Regions from separate parts of the Mus musculus genome. Here region 2 is linked to region 1. The links are chromatin contacts, called in public HiChIP or PLAC-seq maps. All regions are on one chromosome and are shown on one strand. The core of a region is the stretch at or near the end of the contact, and the rest is flanking DNA. Distances in the headings are between cores, read along the strand shown. Region 1 overlaps Lhfpl3 (lipoma HMGIC fusion partner-like 3). Region 2 overlaps Lhfpl3 (lipoma HMGIC fusion partner-like 3).

Region 1 (5,154 bases), core at 942-3,441:
AAGAGTATCAGTAACCATCTTCATGTGACATCAGGGTCACTTCATAGTGAAGCAGTGGGGCAAGGGAGCAGCCACCACAAAAATAAGCCAGACTGCATAGCCCAGCAGGGGCTGTGGAATGAGTGAATTTGGAGCAAGCCATAGAGAGGAGTTATCAGATCTTTGAATAGTGGATGCAGGCTGCAGTTTAATGGACCTGCTGAGAAGCATGATCCGTGGTGACGTGATTTCTTTCCATGACCTCAAACTTCAAGCTTCATCGAGCTCAAAACCTGGTAGACATTTGACAAAGATTTGATTGCCTGGGATGCTTTCTGCTGGGATTTTGAGATGAAGAACTTTAAGAATAGAATAGCTGCCAGAGCTCGCTCGCTCTGATCTGTGTGAACCCAAGGTGCTCAAAGGATTAACAAGGCTCCATCCCTCACCCCAGAACCATGACTGTATTCAGCCCCCATTCCCAGGGGCCTTTGCACCTGCTCCATGGTACATCTGTGCCTGGCAGTGAATCAAATCCTCATCTTGGCCCTTGCCCTTGGCTTGCCGAGTACAAAGGAAAGTGGGGTGGGTGCCTCTTTTGTTTTCCATGCAGGCGTGGTTGAGTTTCTGAGAGCTCCAGCAACATAATTATTTTACAGGCATATACAGAAGAGGTGGACTGACTTGAGTCAGGTATTCGTTGGCATGTTTGTCTCCCGAGTCTGTGTTATAATGATACATTTGTGGGTTCACAGTCTATCCTAGCCTATATGATCACTATGATCTTGCCCATGAAGCACATGCAAAAGAACATTCTAGAGTACCTCTGGCCCTCATTAGTGGTGAGCTAGGAAAAGTGAGTATCCCATCGGAGCCTCGAGTTGTTGATTTATAAGATGGTTCTTATTCTAGACTCAAAAGTTGTTGTGAGGATTAATGATATCATATATGTAAAGTACAGAGCATGGTATAGAGCATCAGTGGATGCTGGCTATCTATATTCACCCATAAGACTTACAAGTTTTTGTAAGATATGGAGGAAGAGGGAAAATCTGCATGTCTAAGCGTCTGAGTGTGTAAGATGACTACTAGCTTACTAGAGGAAGGAACATTCAATAGGGAAAAAAGACTGGGACAGAAATTGGTGTCAGTGACCACACACCCAGTAGGAGGCCCAGGAGGGACCACAAAACCAATGTCTAAAGCCAGAGACTGCTCCTAAAGTTTTCCTCTGAAATGCTGGATAGTAAATATTCTAGGCCACCATACACAATCTTTTGTATTATCTTTTTATTCTCTTATCTGCCCTTTGAAAATGTACACATTATACCAGCAAGATGATTCAACCATCAAAACACTCTTCACACAAGTAAGAGGTCTGTGGTTCAGAACCCCAGAACCCACGCTTGTGCCCAGCGGGGAATTATATGTCTATAATTCCAGGCTCATGAAGCAAAGGCAGGGGGTCATTAAAGTGACTAGCAGTATGTCTGATAAGTAACCCTGACTCAAAGAATAAGGTTGAAGAGCTGTTAGGGAAGATTCCTGACATAACTCGTACTTGCTCTCGCTCTCTCTCTCCCTCTAGCTCTCGCTCTCTCCCTTCCCCTCCCCCTATCTCCCCCTTCCCCTCCCCCTCTCTCCCTCTTCCCCTCCCCACCTCTTTCACACACACACACACACACACACACACACCTATGCACATGTACAAACTATACATACACATCTGCCCCTACACATGTAAATACACACACACACACACACACACACACACACACAAAGGGGGTGGGTAAGAACTATTAGACAGAGTAAAAATTCCAGCACCTGGGAAACTGAGGCAGGAAGATTGCTGTTGAGTGTGAGACTAGCCAAGACTATCATGGGATAGCCTGCCCAAAGATCATTACTAGCCTATGGATTGGCCCTTACCAAGAAAGGCTACAACTGCCTTTAATATCTTCCCTTTGCCCATCTCAGATCTAAAATGGTTTAAAACAATGTATTTATGGGGCTTACCCTTCAAATCCCTCAGACTAGCACAGAACACTTGACATTCCACCTGCCTATGAGGATTTCTCAGAACGTTTGCCCATGAAAGTTCACCCCCTCCTTTCAGCCAAGAAAGGGAAATTACAGCCTCATCGACTAGATGCAGAACTAATTTGTTGCTTGGCATTGCCCCAAGTCCACAGGCCTGATTCATTCTGTCAAGCTGTGTGCCAGCAGTCTCTATTCAGAGCCAGGTGATGCTGCCTCTCTGGAGACAGCGCTTCTTTGCCCACTACTTAAGCTTAATTGGGAGCAACTTCCTGCATGACAATGCTCACATTAAAAATACCTTAGGATGGCACCTAAGGTCTGCCCATTCCCTTTGTGCCAAGAAACTCCTGACTTGCATCCAAACAGAAACCACGAGTATGCAGCCTCAGGTCCTCTCGGATTGCCATTCCTCGTGCGCTGTAGTTAGTGGGCCTCTTACTCAGTGACAGTGTTTAAGAATGGATCTGGGAAGCAGGAGTGCATTGGGCCTTTTCTTCAGCGTGGTAGCACTGGGGGGACACCTGGTGTCTCCCAGATCATGAAAATGTCCAGATTTGTTGTTGTTGTTGTTGGTTTTTTTGGGGGGGGGGCGGGGGTTGGGGGTTGGTTTTTTTTTTTATTTTTACTTTTTTGTTTGAAATATGCAGACATGGTTCGAGGACTAGAGGGGTCTGAGTAGCCTGGCATGAGCAAATGACTTTTTAAAATCAGGATCCTCTGAAATGAGCTTCCCAGGGATGGAAAGCAGTGTCTTATAAAAAGTATTGTGGTCTGAATGAGAATGTGCCTTGTAGGCTCAAATATTGGATGATGTGGTCCCCAGTTAGTGGAACTGTTTGGAGAAAATTGGGCCGCTTTGGAGGAGATGTGTCACTGGGAGCGGGCTGTGAGATTTCAAAAGCCCAGACCATTCCCAGTTAGTGCTCTCTCCCAGCTAGTGTGTCAAGATGTGAGCTCTTAGCTAGGGTTCCAGAACCATGCCTGCCCTTCTGCTGCCATGCTTCTCACCATGATGGTCATGGACTCTAGCCCTCTGAAACTGTAACCTGGGATAAACACTTTCTTTTATAGGTTACCTTGGTCAGGATGTCTTGTCACAGCAATGGAAAAGTAACTAAGGCAGAGGGGTCAGCCTGGGTTGGAAATTGGACTTGTATCTGTACCCCTGTGTCACACCTGTTTGACTTTGGGCAAGTCAGCTGACTTCTCCAAAGTTCAGCTTCTCATCTGTGGTGTAAAGAGAGCTGTGTCTGCCTGCCTTGTGAGCTATGAAGGTATCCCATATACTCATAACCTTCTGAATGAGGTTCTTGGCACCCATAAGCATTTAGTATATGTATAATATATAATCATATATATGTAATGTATTTTATATAATAAATATGTATAATATATAATAAATATAGTAAATATATAATCATATATATATATATATGTATGATTATAGAATCTCATTCCAGAAAATAGAAAAAGAAGTGAGGTAACATTTATGTCTAGTGGTTTGGATATCTCTCTGCCTGGAAATGATTTTTCTTAAAGTCCCCTCTGTTCTGATTCTATAAGCATCTAACTTCCAATCATACGCTCCCTTACCCTACCAGCCCTTACAGGCCAGATTACAATGTAAGTAAAGCTAAGGAAACCTTACAGTGTGTGTGTGTGTGTGTGTGTGTGTGTGTGTGTAAGTACAAATTGTTTACAAATGGCACATTTTCTACATCAGAATCTTGTTACAGCTGCTTCCAGCACTTCCCTTTCCCTTCCACCTTCAAGAAGTAGACACTAACTCTTGTTCCACCCCCCATTTACCCACACACTGTGCCTATGTTCTGTCCTTTTCTCAAGTCAATTGTTTTTATCCCCTGTGTATGTTTGCCGTGTCTCAAGTGCAGTTTCTGGGCCTACGTTTCTGTTCCTTCCTCTATATACCAGCATGCTGTGACTGCTTTTGGCTGGTAATTAAAATGGAGAAAGATGGCTTTACAGACAGGCAGATAGATCTGCATCTTGAAGTAGCAGAATTAACAATGCTAGTCTCAAGGAGTGATGACTTGGCCATTACCAAAGGAAGTCAGTGTTTAGACAGTGAATGGCATTGATATTACATTGGGGCAGCAATGTTCTGAACAAACATGGGGATCCCTAAAGAGCCACGGACAGAGTGAAATACCAAATTGGCTTTATTATCAATATAACTCCAAAAGTTAAAGATATGTATTTTTTGTGCCACGCTGCTGGTAACTGTGGATTTTTATCTGAGGAATCAAGAAACTGTAGCTGAGGCTTCCTCCATCAGTGTGGCTTCCTCCATCACTATGGCTTCCTCCATCACTATGGCTTCCTCCATCAGTGTGGCTTCCTCCATCAGTGTGGCTTCCTCCATCAGTGTGGCTTCCTCCATCAGTGTGGCTTCCTCCATCAGTGTGGCTTCCTCCATCAGTGTGGCTTCCTCCATCAATGAGGCTTCCTCCATCAATGTGGCTTCCTCCATCAGTGTGGCTTCCTCCATCAATGAGGCTTCCTCCATCAGTGTGGCTTCCTCCATCAGTGTGGCTTCCTCCATCAGTGTGGCTTTCCCTGCAGTGGGATTTTAACCTGAGTCACATTATCTTCCTTCTGCCTCTTCTTATCTTGCGTTAAATGAGTTCTGGTGACACACAGCCATTTGCCACTAGTTTCCTTGGTTACCAATGACTTTCAGTTTTTTTCATTTGGAAGTTTCTGGTGTAAAACAAAATATCTCTCTGCTCTTGTGTTGGACTGTGCTTTTGTCTTCAAAAGAAGCACTGCATTTTGTTTTTTCAATAAAATCACTACGGTAACAAAAGCCCGGGTCTTCCTCTCAGGAAAGGTTTCATTTCTCTTGTCACTGATTTCAGAATTTTGACATTTGATTTAAAACTCTATATAATCAATCTGGTTGTGCCTAAAAAGAGCAATTTGAGCTTCTCTGACTAAATAAAATATACAAGATTACCACCAGTAATATTTGTTTTTAACTCAACATTCTTGAGAGGGCTAAATGTGCTTTATGTTAATGCCAAGGGAAACAAGAGAAACAGAAATCAAGGAGTGTGGATTAAAAGCCTGCTCCATACAGGTTAGGGATGGCTATACGGTGGGACCATTGTCAAG
Region 2 (5,154 bases), core at 1,656-4,155, 190 kb after region 1:
CCAAGGTGGAGAACTACAAAGGCTGTTCTACTCAGGCTATGACCTTCACCCAGTACCAGACACGTTCGGTGTTCTCTGGGGCTGGGGCTCTTAAATGGACTCCTGTCCTGTCATTCTCCATAGGTCTTGATCACACCAGGTTACAGGAGCTATGGACAGGGATGAGAGATTTTTTTGTTTATTTACTTTCTCCTCTCTGTACATACATATATGATGGACAAACATACATATGTGGAGGATAAAACCGTATGAAAGAGAAAGAACAACGGGCTTTAAGCTAGATATGAGCTGAAGCAGGCATGCACACACACACACTCATGCTATTCCTTTTGGTGTGGCTTGATTCTATACAAATCATATTTTCACTCTGAGGCTATTTAATATAGGGCAAATTGAATTTCCAGAATAAGAAATTTGATGGGAGGAGATATTTGGGCCTGACAAGAGTATATCTGGGACATTTAAAATACAGTTTGGGAGTTGGAGATACAGTCCTGTGATAAAGTGCTTGCCTGGCATGAGTAAGCCCAAGCTCAATTTCCAGGACCAAATAAAATAAAGTTTAATCCTGTCTTATCGTCTGTTCCCCACCACACACCTGCGCACCCACATGTGTGCACACCCACATGTCTTCACACCCACATGTGTGCACACCCACATGTCTTCACACCCACATGTGTGCACACCCACATGTCTTCACACCCACATGTGTGCACACACCGTACTACAGTCTGAAGCTTGAAACTTCCTCATGTCCTCAATTTCGCTGAAGTGTTAGTGTGTCTTGAAGTTGTTGAGTTGTATCTTCTGAATAATAAAAATTTTAAAATGAAGATGTTCTCATAACAGCTGACGAAACACTGCCCAGTGTTTGGGACTCAAAATATGCAGTGTTGAGACCCCCAGACCACCATTTAGACATGCAGAAAGCCAAAAGTTATTAGTGATGGATCTTTTGTTTCAAACCCCTTAATTTATAGACGATGACTGAGACCTTACGAGAGACAGTAGCCTCAAGAGGAAACAGGTTAAACTCCCATCCCCATCTTTCCCCAAAGCATCCTATCGAGAGTGGTGGGCATCAGAGCTCCCTTCTCTTGGGACAGACTTCATATACAGAGTTCCAGCACAACTTGGTAGAAATTAAAGTGAGTGAGTCTGCATCCCCAGAAAGGACTCCAGCTTTGCCGTAAGCTGGAGAAAGGTAATATGGCTCCCTACACCATGGATTGATGTAGGGACCAGCTGACTGCAAGAAGTCCTTGGGCCAAGTTTGCTCATTAATTGCTTAATTAACATTAACTTGCTCATTGGGCTTGTTGAGAGTCCGCCTCCACCTGCATTTTCCACAGGAAGTTATCGGAAAGTCAGGCTGTGCAAAAAAGTCAGGACTGCCAGGGGGCGGGGAGGAAACAAACTAGTGTTCAGTTACTAACGAAAGAACAGCAAGGCCCAAGAAGGAAAAGTACAAGTAAAAAACCTGCTTTACCTGGTCCTTCAAACTCACATAGACACGCACGTTTCAAGTCGAAGCATCTGATTTCTTCATGCAGTACGGAAACATTTCAGGAAATGCCCAGATAGGCTGGCGTCCGTTTCCCAGGAGGCTGCTCATTAGCTGAGCGCTGGAACCCGGCAGGTGAACGCCACCGTCTCTCTTTTCCAGGATGTTTTTTTAAGATTTATTTATTTATTTGATTTATGTATGTAAGTACACACATCTTCAGACACACCAGAGGAGGGCATCAGATCCCACTGCAGATGGTTGTGAGGCACCCTGTGGTTGCTGGGAACTGAACTCAGGACCTCTGGAGGAGCAGTGAGACATCTCTATGATCGATGAGACATCTCTCCAGTTCCCCTATAGTGTGTTCTTAAAGAGACCAGAAACCCTGCAACAGAAAATAATCTAAAAGCCAAACAGGCAATCATAGAAACACACATGTCAGTATCCACCTCAATTCTGCCTTCATGTGCACACAATTATGAAATCCAGATGTTGGCTAAATATGCATGGTCCTTCTCATGGGCTGTCTTTTTCCATAGCAAATGCACGGCACCTTTGGGCAAACTTTTGTAGAGGACAAAGAATCATAACTGAATTTAGCATTCTGGCCCATTTGAGTTTTTTATTTAATTTATTTATTTTTATGTTATGTGCATTTGGTGTTTTGACTACCTGTCTGTGGGAGGGTGTCAGATCCCCTGGAGCTAGAGTCACAGACAGTTGTGAGCTGCCATGTGGTTGCTGGGAATTAGAAAAGTAGGCAGTGCTCTTGACCACTGAGCATCTCTGCAGCCCCCATGTTGAGCTTTAAATGTAATTTTTTTTTCCAAAATAGTCTGCAGGAACCTTCCATGAGTCGCACAGTGACTGGGACTGGGAGGAGCAGACCAGACATGGACTGTCACAGAGTTAATTTGGTGTGTACATCTTAGGTTCAGAGGCCACTGGGTAAATACAGCAAAACAAAAAACTGTGAGCCAGGAAAGCATTGCCATGATGGATTTCAGCTCCACAGTTTTAGCCAAGCAGAGGCAGAGGAGCGATCCATCCGTCAGGGAAGTGTGCAGTGACTTTTAAAGCTGCCCTGTCCCTGAAGACTGACAGACACACCCTGTTACGTGGAGAGGATAGCGACTAGAACTTGGAGAAATGATCTACCAGTCTTTTCTTAGCCACAATCAATGTCCTAGCGTTACTAGTTCTCCACATAGGACAGCTGTGACACTGTCCGAAAAAGGAAAATGGCCCCTTCAGGAAGCCTTGCAAGGCCATTCGTCCCACTGAGGACGACTCCTTGCTTAATCCTTCTTTAACCAGAGAGCTCCCTGAACAAATCAATCAAGCCAGCTATGAGTTAGGCAGAGATGGCTTCTCCCCCACCACACACCCATCCCTCACCCCCACACCCACCGCCCCTGCCCAGCCACCCCCAAGGCTTGTTCCAAATCCGTCCTAAACAGCCGAGGACTAAGAAAATCGCTGTCCTAGTGAGACCTCAAGTGGAGAAACTGAGAACTGCAGGTGAGGAAAGGTGGGTTAAAAAAAAAAAAAAAAAAAAGGAATGGGGGGTGGGGGGAAGGAGGAAAGATGAGCTCCTGTGAGAACCACTGGCTCAGCCTGAAATTCTTCCTAGATGGAAGAAAGGGGGCACTGCGGCTGAGGGCTGAGACCACTGAAATGTCAGCCAGATGAAAGGGCTTGGTGAGTTTTCACCATGTGACTATGCAGCCTCGTTTCAGAAATGGATCCTCTAAAGTTAATCCATGCCACAGGGAAATCTGCCCAATTTCGCATTTACAGTTACTCCAGAAAAATTCCAGAACCTATGGAAGGCTCTAGATTCGTCCAGTTCTTTTTTTTTTTTTTTTTCCGTCTTTTTAGGGGAGGCCTGAAAACAAACTGAGCCTTCAAGATTCAAAAGAGGCAGCCCATAGAACGTGGGTGTCAGCATGCTAGAGAGTCCTGAGGTCGCCTGGTGCCTGGGCGCCAATACAGGGCCCACTCTTGCCCTTCCACACTGACAGGCGCTGGTCCTGGGGACTTCCCGGGAAGAGTAAGTAGGTTGTCCCTGACTGACAGAAAACTTAATTGTTTTAATTGTTTTCCAAATGCAGCCTCCAGAAGAGTGACACTCTCATCTGGAAGCTTGTCTGAAATGTAAATTATTGAGCTTCGGATCTAGGAATTAAACACTCTAGCAGTAGGTCCCAAATGCTGGCCTACTGACAGTTGAGGCCTCTGATTTTGAGATCCACTGCCACGCAATGATTTGCAAATGTCCAAGGCAGAAGATTGCAACTCTCTATTTATTTCAAAAGTGGTTTCTGGCTCCACCCCTACAGACACATAGCAGCTCAGCAGAGAGCAGCGGGAAAATTGTAAGTTTCGGACAAGAAGGAAACCCACAAGCTTCCATTTAGCAAACTTTACTCTGGAGAAAAGGAGCTTTCTCCTCAGTGGTTAGCCTTCTCTCTGAAGTTGGAAATGAACATTATTTTAACTTCTTACCAGGCCTGAAAGAATCTGTTAAGTATCCAGGTTTTCCCTTTGAAAAATTAACCCTTGCAACCCCTGTAGGGGAAATCACAGTGACATGTGTCTCTGAGGTAAAATTTTAATAATAATGATATATCATTTTTTAAAAGATGTGCACTGCTGGGCAAGCAAGCCTGGGATTTCCAGACAGATCCCAGCTCCCAGAGAGTCTGTCTCTCCTGAGAGATACTGAGAAACGTCATAGGCTGGAGGTCTGGCCCCATGTGTAGCAGAGTTGTAGCAGAACCCTTGCATCTGGCAGGAACCTGGAGGGATGGCACCTCAGCTTTGAAGTGGCCTTTTATCAGTGATTGTTAGCTGAGACTTTGCAGGGTTAATCCTTTTGAAGGATTCTCAGAGCCTTTGCATTACTTAGTCCAGAAACACGCTTGGCAAACCAGGAAGTCTAGCTTACCGGGAAGAACTGCATATGTGTCTGTCAAGACAACTCTCAGATCAGATAAGGAGTTTTGCTGTGTGGAAATTGACTTGCTGAAGGAGCTCCTAGGAAGCTATCAATGTTCAGTCCTTCAGAGGCGGCTGCTCCCTGTTGCTGAGAAGGCTAAATCCATCCTGCAGTAGCTCTTTCTTTCAATTGTCCTGCATAACCCAGAACACAGACACCCACGTGTGGCTGCCTTTGCTGCTTCTTCTCCCACATCTACAGGCACTTTCCAGAAGGGCCCAAAAGTAGAGTCATTGTAACACCACTGGGGAAAAAAAATAGTTTTTAGACTTTGAAGTTCTGGGCTGCGATGTGCCTCAGTTGTTAGAGTGCTTGGCTAGCATGCATGAAGCCCTGGGTTCCATCCCCAGCACATGACAATCCCAGTATGGAGGTACACACCTTTAATCCCAGAATGGGGAGGAGAGGCCAGCCTCTACTCCTCAGCTGAGCAGCAATGAAAAGCTCGCCCACCACCACCTCTGATCTCTCTTCTTCTCTCCTGTGTCCACTTCCTTCCCTCTCTCCCTATTTCCCTTGTCTGCTTCCCTCTCTCCCTGTTTCCCTTGTCTGCTTTCCCCACTTCCCTCCCCCCCTCCCCCTTTCCTTGCTTCTGTGACTTTCTCTGGCTTTTTTCCCTTCCATCAAGGTCCCTCCCTATAGTCCT

What was found. HiChIP or PLAC-seq counts read pairs in DNA pulled down with a chosen protein or histone mark.
Region 2: an H3K27ac HiChIP or PLAC-seq map of neural progenitor cells shows a contact between it and region 1, with 9 times the contacts expected there. The contact joins two enhancer-like sites. A contact is called at or near these places in 1 of 484 Hi-C or Micro-C datasets (nephron progenitors) and 2 of 115 datasets of contacts at active chromatin or transcription factors (embryonic stem cells and neural progenitor cells).

Annotation. Positions count from the first base shown.
Region 1 is chr5:23,033,425-23,038,578 of GRCm38.p6, forward strand. All of the region lies in intron 1 of Lhfpl3 (lipoma HMGIC fusion partner-like 3), which reads left to right. Among named protein-coding and RNA genes, the nearest start is that of Gm17434, 280 kb to the right of the region's middle. Within about 2 kb of position 2,192, at least 18 of the 459 cell types and tissues checked have an H3K27ac peak or open chromatin away from gene starts, as enhancers often do. A contact at or near this core is called in neural progenitor cells, where this site is marked.
Region 2 is chr5:23,222,281-23,227,434 of GRCm38.p6, forward strand. All of the region lies in intron 2 of Lhfpl3 (lipoma HMGIC fusion partner-like 3), which reads left to right. Among named protein-coding and RNA genes, the nearest start is that of Gm17434, 89 kb to the right of the region's middle. Within about 2 kb of position 2,906, at least 110 of the 459 cell types and tissues checked have an H3K27ac peak or open chromatin away from gene starts, as enhancers often do. A contact at or near this core is called in neural progenitor cells, where this site is marked.